Regions from separate parts of the Sus scrofa genome. Here regions 1 and 2 are each linked to region 3. The links are chromatin contacts, called in public Hi-C and HiChIP or PLAC-seq maps. All regions are on one chromosome and are shown on one strand. Each heading gives the region's core, a stretch centred on a gene start, on an enhancer-like site or on the middle of the called end of the contact. The rest is flanking DNA. Distances are from core to core; before and after follow the strand shown. Region 1 overlaps LOC102159394 (a long non-coding RNA gene). Region 2 has its middle 430 kb from the start of MEF2C. Region 3 overlaps LOC110259422 (a long non-coding RNA gene).

Region 1 (4,155 bases), core at 616-3,115, 460 kb after region 3:
TCAGTGACTTGCTTATAAAATATGCACATTATTTTCTTTTTCATTAGAACATAATTGCCAGTATTTTGCAGACATTGTAGGATCTTGTTATAAAAACTGTAAATTTTATTGAGACAAGTTTTCCTGTGTTATGTGTAATGATTTGGGCACTGAATTCTAAACTTTAGTGTTTAATATAGAGGTTTACTAGCTGCTCCATGATCACTAATGGTTTAAATATATTACATGAAATTTTTAAAAACTTACTCTCTAAATTTCCCTGGATCAAATGCCCAGTAGCTAAATATCTCTCAAATTATAATGAACTCAAGTAATGAAGAGTCACCCTATTACTATGCTTAAGATTCATACAGAATGCTAGTAATAAAAAACTACAGCTTTACCTTTGGACATATTTAGTAAACAATGTAGTAATTTCATTTAAAGGAACATTATACTTCAATTTATTGAAAATAATTTTTCATCAAGTAATAAAGATTTAAATTGACTTATCACCTAACATATGTTCAAAACACAGTTTTGGATGAACTAATGACTTAATGATTTGCTAGTAAGCCCATTAAACCCATATGCCAATTCATGCAAATTTAGCCTTTACCATTTAAGGGAGGTGAAAAGTCATTAGAAATTGCAGTGATTTAACTTTAAAAAGGAAATACCCTAATAATCTCCTCTAAATTTTATGCATTAATATAATTAAGCAGTCTTCAGAGATTTCATGGAAACTATTTAAATTTGGACAATTTGCCACTACTTATCCCTATGTCAAGATTATCAATACTCTGAACATAAAACAAAATGTAAAATAGTGTTTGACTATAGAAGCAATGAGATACTGAGGATGCAGGCTCTAGTTGTACAGTATTTGATTGGAATCAGGACACCCTAGTTCACTATGGGATCTAGAGAAATGAATTTGGTTGTCTTGGTCCCATTTCCTTTTCTGTAAAATGGGAAGGATGGTGTTAACAGTAACTGCATTTGAAGACTGTATGGAGATCTAAAGAGATAATCCAGCCTTGGTGCATTGCACATCCCCAACAACTGTTTTGTTATTATTGCTATTTTTACCCAATTTTTTTTTCATCATAGCTTACTTTTTTTCCTCGCTCACTTTCAAAATAATTTGATTTGAAATTACAAAATATACTTATTAAAATAATATACCACTTTAAACTATTGTTTATATGTGTATATATATATGTACATGTGTATATATGTACATATGTGTGTATATACACATATAGAACAATCTAAGATTGTTTTTAAATAAAAAGGTTAACTGCTAAATAAAGTTTGAAAACCAACATAATATTAGTTGTCATAATATTAGTGAATTAAGAATTCAAATTGTGCCTAGTTATTTAGATACATTATCAAGTATGTCTTATAATAATTCTGTAAATTGTGCATTATTTTATTCCCATTTTACAGGTAAGGAATTTGCCCACAGCCACAAAATTTGAAGGGCGGAGCCATGGGATTAAAAACGTTTTTATTCCAATGCCTATGGTTAATATATTATATTACATCGGTGTGGGATTTTTAGAAGGTAAAACATTCAAATAACCTGTACTTAGGAAACTACCTTTAGGTGCAGGTAAGGGTGAACCAGACCAGTGAAGGGTGTAAGGAAAATCAGTAGAGAGGATAGGGACTAAGGCAGTGAATGGCTGGGATGCGCACATTCTAGCCACACTAACCCTTAACTCCAGATTGCATTTTAAGATTATTTCGCCTTGGTGTCCATTTCCTTAAATGACTACTGTCTGCAGCTTCTTAAATCCACACAGTAGCCATCCTGGAGAAGAATGCCTGAAATGAAACAGCTGCAAGGGTTCAGATGCCCCTGTCAATCTCATTTGTCATTTTCCATCAAAGCCATCCTAGTCCGACAGGCAGCTCTGTGGTATTCTTAGTGAGGGCCTACTTAGTTGGCTGAATCATTGTGACCTTTCTTTTTATGGCAACCTATTCAAGTGGCGTGACTTGCCCTATACCTCCCATTCACACTGTTGTTCTAAAACCCCTCATTTCACACATCTCCTTAGGAGAGATGTTTTCTGAATAGTAGTCTACCAATAAATGTCATTTTCTTCTCTTATTTTAAAAAATGAACAATAAAAATATATCTCACCAAAAGTAGCTCCTGATGATAAGCTATTTTTAAGGCTCATCCAGAGAGAAGTTTGAATTACTATGGTGGATGCCTGGTTAAATTCAGTGTTATGTTGTATTGCTTATGAATACATAGTTGGCTCTAGTATAGGAAGCTTAGAAACTCCCTGTACTTGGTTAAGTGTATTTCTACCATTTCTGATTTTTTTTTTTTTTTTTTTTTTTTTTTTTTACTGCCTACCACAGGAAGCTAAAATTGCAGCAATTTCCAGGGTCAGATGGGGAGAGAAGTCCTGGATGAAATTTAGACAGAACCACACACTTCCCTTCCCCAAACCCCCCAAGATGTGGCCCCTGGAAAAGGCCTTTCATAAAGAGGACCTATCAGTTAAACGTCTCCTTTGTGGGCAGATCTGGCTCCGGCTAAGTCTAAGGTGTATAAAGAGAGTGGAAGTTTTTACAGCAATTGCCTAAAATTGTGTTTTAATTTCCATACACGCATTTGGAATCTTGTGTTATTTTTAGTTTTTGCCATCACTGTTCAAACAAAGCAGCAGGTTAAAACTTTTTTTCTCAAATCATATGAAAACCTCATATAACAAAAGTCCAGTGCTATTTTAGACCAAGTAAATACAGACAAGTAGAACTTAGAGCTTCTCCTGTCTTTTTGGCCCTGCTTTAGTCTGAACTAAGAGAAGTCTCTCTGGAAAAAAAAAAATGAAAATTACAATTTTTAAAATGAATCTAAATTTAAGAGACCTACTCAGCAATTATTCTATGTACAGTTGTTTTAAAGTCCATGAAGAATAACCGGTAAAATATAAGACGTTAGATACCACGTCCTTTTGTATTGTCTTAATTTTCAGGACAGTACATATGGGTGTGTATTGTGACTGCATGTTATGAAACAATAACCATAAAGACTAATTCAGTCCTTTATTCACATATTCAGCAAACATTAAATGTGTACTATGTGTAGAGGCTTAGGCTGAATTGGGAGGGAAAAATGTCTTTGTCCAGACCTGTCCCTCATGAGTGACAGTCCAGAGGGAGATCAAACTATAAACAAATCATTACAACACAATGTGGAAAGTGTTGATGTGTGTATGTGTAAAGTGCCGTGAGAATGCTGAAAATGAGCAACTAGCCATGTAGGAAGTAAAAGGAAAAAAGCAATTAAGAAACACTTTACCAAAGAAGTGTATTTTAGCTGAGTTGTTTGATCAGAAAGGGTCAGAGTTATTTTAGAAGATAAACAAAGGCCTAAAGAGAATAAAATACATATTACAGACAACCCGAGCAGTTTATGTTAGATTTCAAGATTAATTTTAAAAGTAGAAGAGAACTAAACTTTCCTAATGACTTTTGAGAAATTCAAGCATTAACCTGGAAGCAGTAGGGAACCTCTGAAAAACTTTTTAATTAGGTATATTAAAATTAGAGAGACCAACTAGCAAGCTGGTACAACAGTATAGATAGGAAAACACAAGGACCCAAAATAAGCCAGTAGAAACCAAGGGAAGGGGACAAAACAAGGAAGGATTGAGGAAAAATAATCAGATGCCTTAGGTACCTGAATAGTTGAGGAGGCTGAGAGAGAAAATGGAGTCAGAGATAATTTCAGTAACTTCTTAGGAGGCTTTTAGCTTCAAGTGATGGGATGCCCAGCTCAAAACAACCAAAATAATGAGACTGTGCAAGTAAAGTGTGCAGAGATTAGAAGAGCCACAGAGTTTCATCAGAGCAGACCTGCTTCTTTCTGACTCTCTTGAACTGTTCACTTCACCTGACAGGCATTTTACTAGCCTGGCCATCCTTGTGGCAAGGAGAAGGCTGCCAATCCTACTGGGGCCACATGCTTTCTGGTTAACGCTCAGGAGAGAGGGAGGGGGAGGGAGAGAGAGAGAATCTCTTATAATCTGATCTTTGTTATCATTGGACCGGCTTAGGTCTTTGCCCACCCTGGCTCAGTATTTGTGATGCCAGTTGTTAACTGCCTTAGGCCAAAGTTTCTAGAAGCAATTACTCTGTCAAGGA
Region 2 (4,409 bases), core at 177-2,676, 360 kb after region 3:
ACCCACTGAATATTCAAGGTGAAAGTTTGGAGTGTGTCTTAGGATTTTTTTTTTTTTTTTTTTTTTACTTCAAACTACTGAATGTATTCATTTTCCATTTCACTTGGTATTTACTAACCTCGGGAGGAGAGGGGTGTCTCATGAGAGTTTTACAGTAAGAAAAGTAAGAAGAATATATTGACAAGAAGAGCTCTTTCATGTGACGGGACTGGCTAACCTTAGCGAATACAGTGTTAACACCAGAGACTGAAGATACTTTTTAAACAGCAAGAAATACAGAGTAAAGAGTGATGTAAATTGTGTTATCAATAAGACAGTTTAGATTGTGTTTTCAAGGCTTTCCATATTTGAACTGACTCAAATCCTTTGCCAGAGAATGACGCCCCAATCACTCTCTGAAAGTAATCAAACACATTAAGCTGACTTTCTAATGGCATGAGCAGGATCTTCCTCCTCAGGACAAGTATGATTTTGAAACCAAGAAACTTTAGTTTGCCCTTCAAGAAAAGTGATTTATAGGACTTGGTGTGAGGGAAAAAAAGGAACCCTGCTTTACCCAAAAAGGAGATGAAAACCTTGCCTGAAGCAGTGTTGTGACATTGCCAATGTGAGAGGGTTGTGAAATCCTGAGTGTATGTTTTTGTGGTGATGTCTGAAAGTACTGGTTACTGTACTGATGTCTCGGTATCATGCATCTCTATTTCCGGATCTACTTCCTTATAATTGCTAATGAAAACAGAGCTGTGAGCAGAGCAGTGTATAAGTCTCCGCTTCAATTCTTCTGTTGTTTTCATTGATAGATGGCTTCCTCTGAAAGTTTCAGAACAAGTCTCTTCCACTTTTAAGAAAGAAAATAAATTCTGTCTTTTCCTAATTAAAGAAATGTACTGTACTTGTTAAGGTTATTTAACTTTTGTCCTGTAAGCTATCAATTTCTTTATTCTTCTAACCCTAGGCATCCATTAAACCACTCTGATTGTTAACGTGCATTTTGCAAATAATCAACAGACTAAATCACAGTAACTAAGGAAAATCAGGACAAGCCTAATAGTAGCCAAGCTCTAAATAGGACTTTAAAATAAAAATAGAACATGTGACTCAGAATACAGTACTAGTTTTTCATCTTACAGATGTTCCCAGCCATCAGAGTCAGCGTGGGCTATGACACTGGTAAGTGTGGGCCAGAAGGGTAAAAATTTGGAGAGAATGAAAGGTTTTTATTCCCTAGACTTTCTTCCTATTACCTCATGTTACTTCAGGTTTTATAGAATGCACAGAAAACTTTGTCTACTCATTTCTTATTTGCCTTAATAAATAGCAAGCTTTTGGTGAGCCTTAAATTAGACAGAATATCCTCCCTCGTCTGGTGGCATTTAGGTTTACAAAACACACCTTAGGAAACAACATCTGGCTTCAGTCACTTGCTAGCTAAGTGTCGTCACCTCATGAAACAAAACTCGCCAATGATTTCTGTCATGACACACCATGCATAGGGCCAACCAGAGAGAAAAGATAGCATCTCTGACCAGGGAAGGGACACAACAGAAATGCTGCCATGATATTTATATCCCACCTACTCAGAAGACCAATTGAGAAACTCCATATGGACTCCAGTTTGCCACTAGCCCACAGAATTGAAATCTCTTAACTGGCTTAAATTAAGGATTTGGGGATAAGTATAAAACTTTGAAGATATTTATTTTCATAATTCTAGGCAGTTTATTTTCATATGGTTCTCATCCTACCTAATTCTCTTTTAGCTGACACATTAGGTGAAGGAAATGCATTCTTAGAAAGCTTATAGATGAAAGGGCCAGGTATCATCGGGAAAAAAAAAAAAGTCAAATAACTCTAAGGTGCATTAATGACAGAAAGGGTGTCTGTATCCAGATTGAGACAAAGATAAAGAGAAGCTAGCCTACAGGGAGGTAGATTGGTTGATTTAAATTATCTGAGAGGACTGAAACCCCTTCCTCTTACTTCTCAACACTGCCCAAATGGCAGGTGGTACAAGTCCAGTTCCCCAGTAAGTTCCTGTAAACAAAACTACTTATTTATAGACAAGCTTCTCAGTACTGTTTTCAGGAGCTCAGTCAGACTGCAACTTAGAACCACCTATCCACTGCAAAGAAAAATAAAGACATAAAACCCTGTCTTCAAAAATGTGCTTTATAGCCAGAACTAGGTAATCTGACACTCTTTGTATTTGGAGGACCCTCAGAATCATGACTGAGAACTGATGTAAAGAAACAGAAGGAAGCCCATGAGCCTCTGCTTTAGAACAACAACAACAAAAAAAAACTAGGCTGACATCATGGAAATCTGCTAGCAGACCTAAGCAAAATGTGTTGTATCTACTTCTCCTTTCTATTCTTTTTCTTTCTATTGGGCATTCATGGGAATCAGCCATGATGGAGGAATCAATGAGCCTCACTCAGTGTATAGATACATCATAAAGGGGAAAGCAGAGATTACTGAAATATTGAAGGAATTTCTGCCTGATTTACTTACATAAGACAAAGTAAAATAATAATTCTGATACTGCCTTCCTTTTAAATGTATATATTTCATTGCACTTTCATTTATTACCATATTTCTCCTTTGGATATGTACAGATATACACAGATACATATATAGATTAACTCAGCTTATATTTATTTCAGAAGATAAATTCTTCTATTGTTTTAATCCAGACGTGTTACATATAGAGAAAAGTAGGAAGAAGTATAGTTGCTTGGAAAGATTAACAATATGGAAGTTTTTAATGTAATGGATAAATAATATAATTTCACATATTCACCAATTTTTGTTTATTGACTGTCAAACTCAAGGCATCCTGTTTGCTCTGAAGTGGATACAACTGCAAAGATACATAAATATAAACTTACTCTTTGGGAAATAAATTTCACCAAAGAAATAAAAATTTCTATTAAAGCAGAGGTATACTTGCTCATTGCTGGCACACAGTAGGTACTTATTACATATTTATTGAATGAGTGTGTAAAACATAAAATCAGATAATTCCAATATAATGTAGGATATAAATTCCAAACATGATTAAATATTATGGGATTTCAAAGGAAGCAGGAATCATTTTTAGATGAATTATCAGTAAAAATTTCATGGCGCTGTATAAATTGGCAATAGTTTAAAATGGGAGTCATGTGGTAAGCAGAAATAAGACAGAAAGTCTTGAGGAGCAAGAACAAAAAGAACAAGACTATCTAAGCAAGAGAGTAGAATATAGCATGCAAATAAGTGGCATCCAGGATATCAATTCAGTGTAAGTAGGTGGGGAAGCGATGGAAGAAAGTGGATTGGAGTAATATTACAAAGGCCTTGGTTGTTACACTGAGGACTTGAGAACTTATTCTAGAAGTGGACTCTGGGTCACCTGAAATGCTAAATTTTTTAACCACTCTCCACAATATATCCATATTTATGCATTAGGATTTTATGAATTAAACACATTATATTGTCTACTTATCTATCTAAGCATATATGTGTGTATAGATATTTATATACTTACTACAAGTAGATTTTAAGTATTTTATAGCTATTATACTTTTAAATACATTATGAATATAATTAAATAACCTTTCTGTATATATTTGCTTAATATATGTCACTGTGTCTCCTGCTGAACTGTAATCTCCAGGAGAGCAGAAAACTTGTCATTCCTATTCTCTCTATATTGTAGGTGCTTAGTGCAGTAACTTGACACAGAGTAGATGCTAATTATTTGTTTGTTGAAGGAATAAACTGAGAAGTTGACTGATCAAATTTTTCCTGAGGTGAAACTACATTAATCTAGAATTACCAAACATCCTTCTCTTTTTCCACTTGAGTCTAACCATCTATCCACCATTTTCTTATAAAGATAACCTTTCAATCTTGAAATTAGCAATGACGGACTCCCAATCTAAAGAAAAGGTAGAAGACACAAGACTGTTCCATCTTGAAGTATAACACTGAAACTTTCTAAATATATTCCACACTTCTAAAACTGAACTGAAGAAACAGCTGGCATTTTTCCTTCACAGAAGATAGATTAACAAAGGAATACAGAATCCAATTTATAATTTCTTCATATAAAACAAAGTCTCTTAAAGTGGATTCTTTGGAACCCCGGTGTTCCAGTAGGACCTTTAGTGGTTTGGGAAGGGAAGCCAAAGTGGAGGGACTCTAGACTGTTACTTCAAACAACCATCTCCAATCTTCCCTGTTAATAAGGGTAATTTTTATAAGATGCTGTTTGAAAAAAAGGGTTCTGACAATTAAAATAATACTTTAAAAAACATTGGTTTAAAGTTGGTTTAACATTGTTTTAAATCCTTTAGATATCCAATAGATCCAACTAATAACTGTGCAAAACCCTTAGTCTTCGAGCTTTGTTTACATCATAGTGT
Region 3 (3,994 bases), core at 1,293-3,792:
GATTAATTAGTTAATGTTGGCAGACCAAAAGTGCAATATATGTGCTAAGTATTATTATTATTACTGTGCCACTTATCTTGAAAGAATGTTGTTTCTGAAGTCATAGTGCCTATGTGCCATCTGCTCACAGCAGCCTTTACCATCTCTCTACTCAGAGACTGAATCCGGTATCTGAATAAATAGATGTGCTCAAAAAAAATATATCACACCTCCATCTGTGCTTATGGAATACGAATTCAGACATAGGCAGAAATGCAAATCAATCACAAGTGGAGAGGCTTCTCCAGTGCCCAGAGTCACATTTTGAGATGTTGCTCTAATATTCTTGCTTTTCATTTTAGAATCCGCTAACTCACGATGCGAGGCTTCTGTGAAACTCTCTCTTCTGCATCTGAAATAGGGTGTCACGTTAGAGGCCTGAACTGCCTTCTCTTTTGTTCCCAGAGAGTTGAAAGAGAAAACTTCCCTAGAACACGTTTACTGCCTATCTTTTGTAGAAATTAGCTCCATGATTTTAAGTGTTTTAGATATTAGTATAATTATTAGCAGCTAATGAGTTTTTAAAGGCTCCTACATGAAATCATGGTTTTGAAATTTCCCTCCTGCTAGAATTCTAACTAGGTTACAGACAACATGACATGATCTATGACCCATTTTTCCGAATGACTAAAGAATGAAGATACAGCTTCTTATGAATAAGCGCTCCTTCCCGAACATGACAGGGCACTGCAATTGTGAAAGCTCTGAAAATCAGAGAGATTAAAACCTTGAACTAAAATTATCCAAATGTTTCACGCATGCCACTGCAGTAATATAAATACCATTCTTTGCATTTGAAAAAGTTATTGGTATCACAATTATCATAGATATTTAATATTCTTCCACAGTAGGTGGCTCAATGGAATTATTTCTTCCTCCATCATCCTACCAGCTTTTCCTTGAGTCAGCTGCAGAAAGTAAATTTATCTTCTATTCGAAACTTGCCTCATTTGATCCATATACACAGGATAATTCCAGTAACATTTTTGTTTAGCTTTATCTATTTTTTTTTCTTTTGTATCCAGTTTGTTCACAAATTTCTCATCTAATCCACGGGAATGCTAAAACATCTTTTATGGTGCTTGTGGAATTAATCAAGTAGGAAATAAATTCCGGTTCATTAAAGCTTCTGTGACCTGTTATATGCATAACCTGATCTCATGTAGGATGCAAGTAACATTTGAATTCAATTCATCTAATCTGAATTATGCATCCATCTTATGAAATCATTAGGTTTTAGGAATATTAAGAGGAATGAAATACCATGCCTAGTCTCCACTTGGAAGATAAATCTATAACTAACTATATTGAAATGATAGGTTCCAAACTAGGCAATTTGAGTATGTTTTGAGAGAGCTCAGAAGAGGGAATGATTCATTCTCTTGAGAGTCAGGAAAGAGACTTTCAGAAGGCTTCAGATAGATGATATTCGAATTGGGCTGTAAGGAATGAAAACAGCATCGGGAGGTGGAAAAGACATTGAAGGCACACTTGTCTATTCTAACTCTATACTTCCAAGCAGACTGATACGTCCTTGAACTACACTGTCCTATCCTGTTAAAAATGAGCCCTGGACACACTTCACCTTTTAAAAAACTTTGTTCTTACTTAGACTCTTCGAGTTTACTCCCTTCTTAAATCTCAGATCCCTTGACCTAGTTTTCAGTTGCTTGTTCCTACACTTGAAAAATAGATGTCTTTCCCAATTTTGAACTTCCCCTTGGACATAGTTTTAACTATTTCCAAAAGCACAGCGTTCCAGATATCACCCACCTGATATCCCTGCAAAGTTCACATTGGACACCTAGAGGGAACTTGAATATTTTCAGGCAGAAGAAACTATAGGAAAAAGGCATGACAACAAAGGTCAGGACTTGTGTGAGGAAAAGCAAGCCTTCGGGTGGGGCCAAAGCTCTCTGTTCCCTCAGGCATCAGGACATTTGACAGAATGATGTAACCAACCCTACAATAGCAGTGATACTGTGAAATAGCACAGGTAATCCTACACTAGCAATGCTTTAGCCCATCCCTTAGAAAATGCTAATTATAGATGGAGTATGCACACACAAATAGTCTTAACTCCCTAAACAACCCTGACATCATTTCTTCTTCGAGAAGATGGTCTAATCTGTAATTTCTTGAACCAAGATTCTGCTCATTTAGTGGTCCAAGTTTCTCAGGGAATAGCTCTTTAGAACATCTAAAAAAATTAAATATTTTGTATACTTCCTGATTACTAATTTGTAATCATAGAGTGGATGTAAAAGGATTCAGTGGCTTGAATCTTGGGCATTTTAGAGCCTGGTTGCCTTTGCCAATCCATTTTGTTAGTGATACACTAATATCCCATCAGATAGGAAGTTGAGGTTGCAAGCTAGATTTGCTGATCTTTAATGGTACTTACATTATTGGATAGACCAAGAATCTGAAACCCCTGTGTCCCCTCAGGAATAAGGATATGATGGAGTGGGGCTAGCTCAGAAGGCTTGCAGCAAGATAACTTATGCAGTGCCTGCTCTGTAGACTAAAAAAGGGAGTCTGGACTCAGGGCTGTAAATTTGGCACTGTCCATGAGTTCTAAATTGACTTTAAAATGAATGAGGTAATGGAATACTCAGACAGAAGGCTCACCCATTATAGAAATACACCTCAAATTGGTCCTTCTTTTGGTAAAGGCTAAGGAGTACTTCGAGTTAAAACTTGGCAAATTATTTGCTTACCAGGTCTTGCTGGGATTTGAATTAACTGTTACAATGATAAAAATTTTCCTAGAAACTAAATAAAAAAGCCAATATAAACGTTACAGAAAGGCTTCAGAAAATTTCAGAATTAACCATTTGATCTAGTTAGCACCTCTAGTTTTGTTGGTATAGTCCATTTAAAACAGCTTTCTATGAGGGGATAAAGAGTGAAATTGAAGCAAATTACACATATGGCATGGGCCTATCTATTTATGTAATGGAAGAAGAGGCAGAAAACAGAGAGAGGAAAATTAGAAGAAAAGAGAAAGCATGAAGAAACAAATAAAATGCTCCTTTAGCAGACCAGAGACATTCTCAATCAGCTCATTAAAAACAACAACAAATTAAAGAGTATTTAAAAAGCATTCAAAACCCATCCAGCTGAATATAACCCACATGTCTCTGTGAGATTTTCACATTGGTCAGGAGTCGCTTAGTGAATTGAGACCCTATTAAGTTGCATGTGGTTTCCATTCTCTTGATTTTATAGCTTTTTAGAATTTACTTTGGATCTGTTGGGACCTCTAATCATTTTCTGGCCTGAAGATGCTATTGCAGACAATACCACAAAGATAATCTCTCTCATATAGTCATTCCGTCACACTAAAATCCTGGAATCTATTCAACATTAATGTGTCATAATTTAATCCTCACAACCATGTTATAAACTTGTTACCCATCTCTATTTTGTCACTCAGTTGAGGCTGTTAAGATTGAATAACTTGCCCAAATAAGTGGTACAACATCTTCAAACCAAGATTATCTAAATATAATTCCTACACTGTTTCCTCTAAATCACACACATGCTACTAAGTTCTTATAAGTTCATTTATATATATGTATCTTTATGCAGTTGCATTATTAGAATTTAGAAAGATTACCATGATCATTGAACATCTCTTTGCCTTTCCTTGACCTCCAGATTTATTTTTGCCTTTAGCCGGCAAATATTAAGGTGGGAAATTATGACATGAAATCTTATCAAACTTGTACTACTTCTGTCAAATTTATTGGTCACTGCCAAATAATGAAAATAGGAAGTTTATAAAGAGACTAATGCTTATTTTAACCTATAGTTTTTAATTTTTTAACTTAAAAAGTGATGTATATGTGCAAAAAATTCCAAACTGTGAAGGTTTTGTAATGTGAAAAATGATCCTTCCTCCCATCCTTGCTCTGTACTCCCAGTTTTCGAGTTAGAGTCTTTTGCGGAT

The links. A called contact is a pair of places that touch in the nucleus more often than the background predicts. HiChIP or PLAC-seq counts read pairs in DNA pulled down with a chosen protein or histone mark.
Region 1: a contact with region 3 is called in a Hi-C map of fetal skeletal muscle, with 1.6 times the contacts expected there. The contact joins two enhancer-like sites. A contact is called at or near these places in 2 of 47 Hi-C or Micro-C datasets (embryonic fibroblasts and fetal skeletal muscle).
Region 2: a contact with region 3 is called in an H3K27ac HiChIP or PLAC-seq map of skeletal muscle, with 4 times the contacts expected there. The contact joins two enhancer-like sites. A contact is called at or near these places in 1 of 47 Hi-C or Micro-C datasets (embryonic fibroblasts) and 1 of 2 datasets of contacts at active chromatin or transcription factors (skeletal muscle).

The regions. Positions count from the first base shown.
Region 1 is chr2:96,544,636-96,548,790 of Sscrofa11.1, reverse strand. The region is part of intron 5 of LOC102159394 (a long non-coding RNA gene); the gene reads right to left. Among named protein-coding and RNA genes, the nearest start is that of MEF2C, 330 kb to the right of the region's middle. Within about 2 kb of position 1,865, at least 3 of the 83 cell types and tissues checked have an H3K27ac peak or open chromatin away from gene starts, as enhancers often do. A contact at or near this core is called in fetal skeletal muscle, where this site is marked.
Region 2 is chr2:96,642,613-96,647,021 of Sscrofa11.1, reverse strand. No RefSeq gene overlaps it. Among named protein-coding and RNA genes, the nearest start is that of MEF2C, 430 kb to the right of the region's middle. Within about 2 kb of position 1,426, at least 16 of the 83 cell types and tissues checked have an H3K27ac peak or open chromatin away from gene starts, as enhancers often do. A contact at or near this core is called in skeletal muscle, where this site is marked.
Region 3 is chr2:97,001,834-97,005,827 of Sscrofa11.1, reverse strand. The region is part of intron 4 of LOC110259422 (a long non-coding RNA gene); the gene reads left to right. Among named protein-coding and RNA genes, the nearest start is that of CETN3, 590 kb to the left of the region's middle. Within about 2 kb of position 2,542, at least 5 of the 83 cell types and tissues checked have an H3K27ac peak or open chromatin away from gene starts, as enhancers often do. A contact at or near this core is called in fetal skeletal muscle and skeletal muscle, where this site is marked.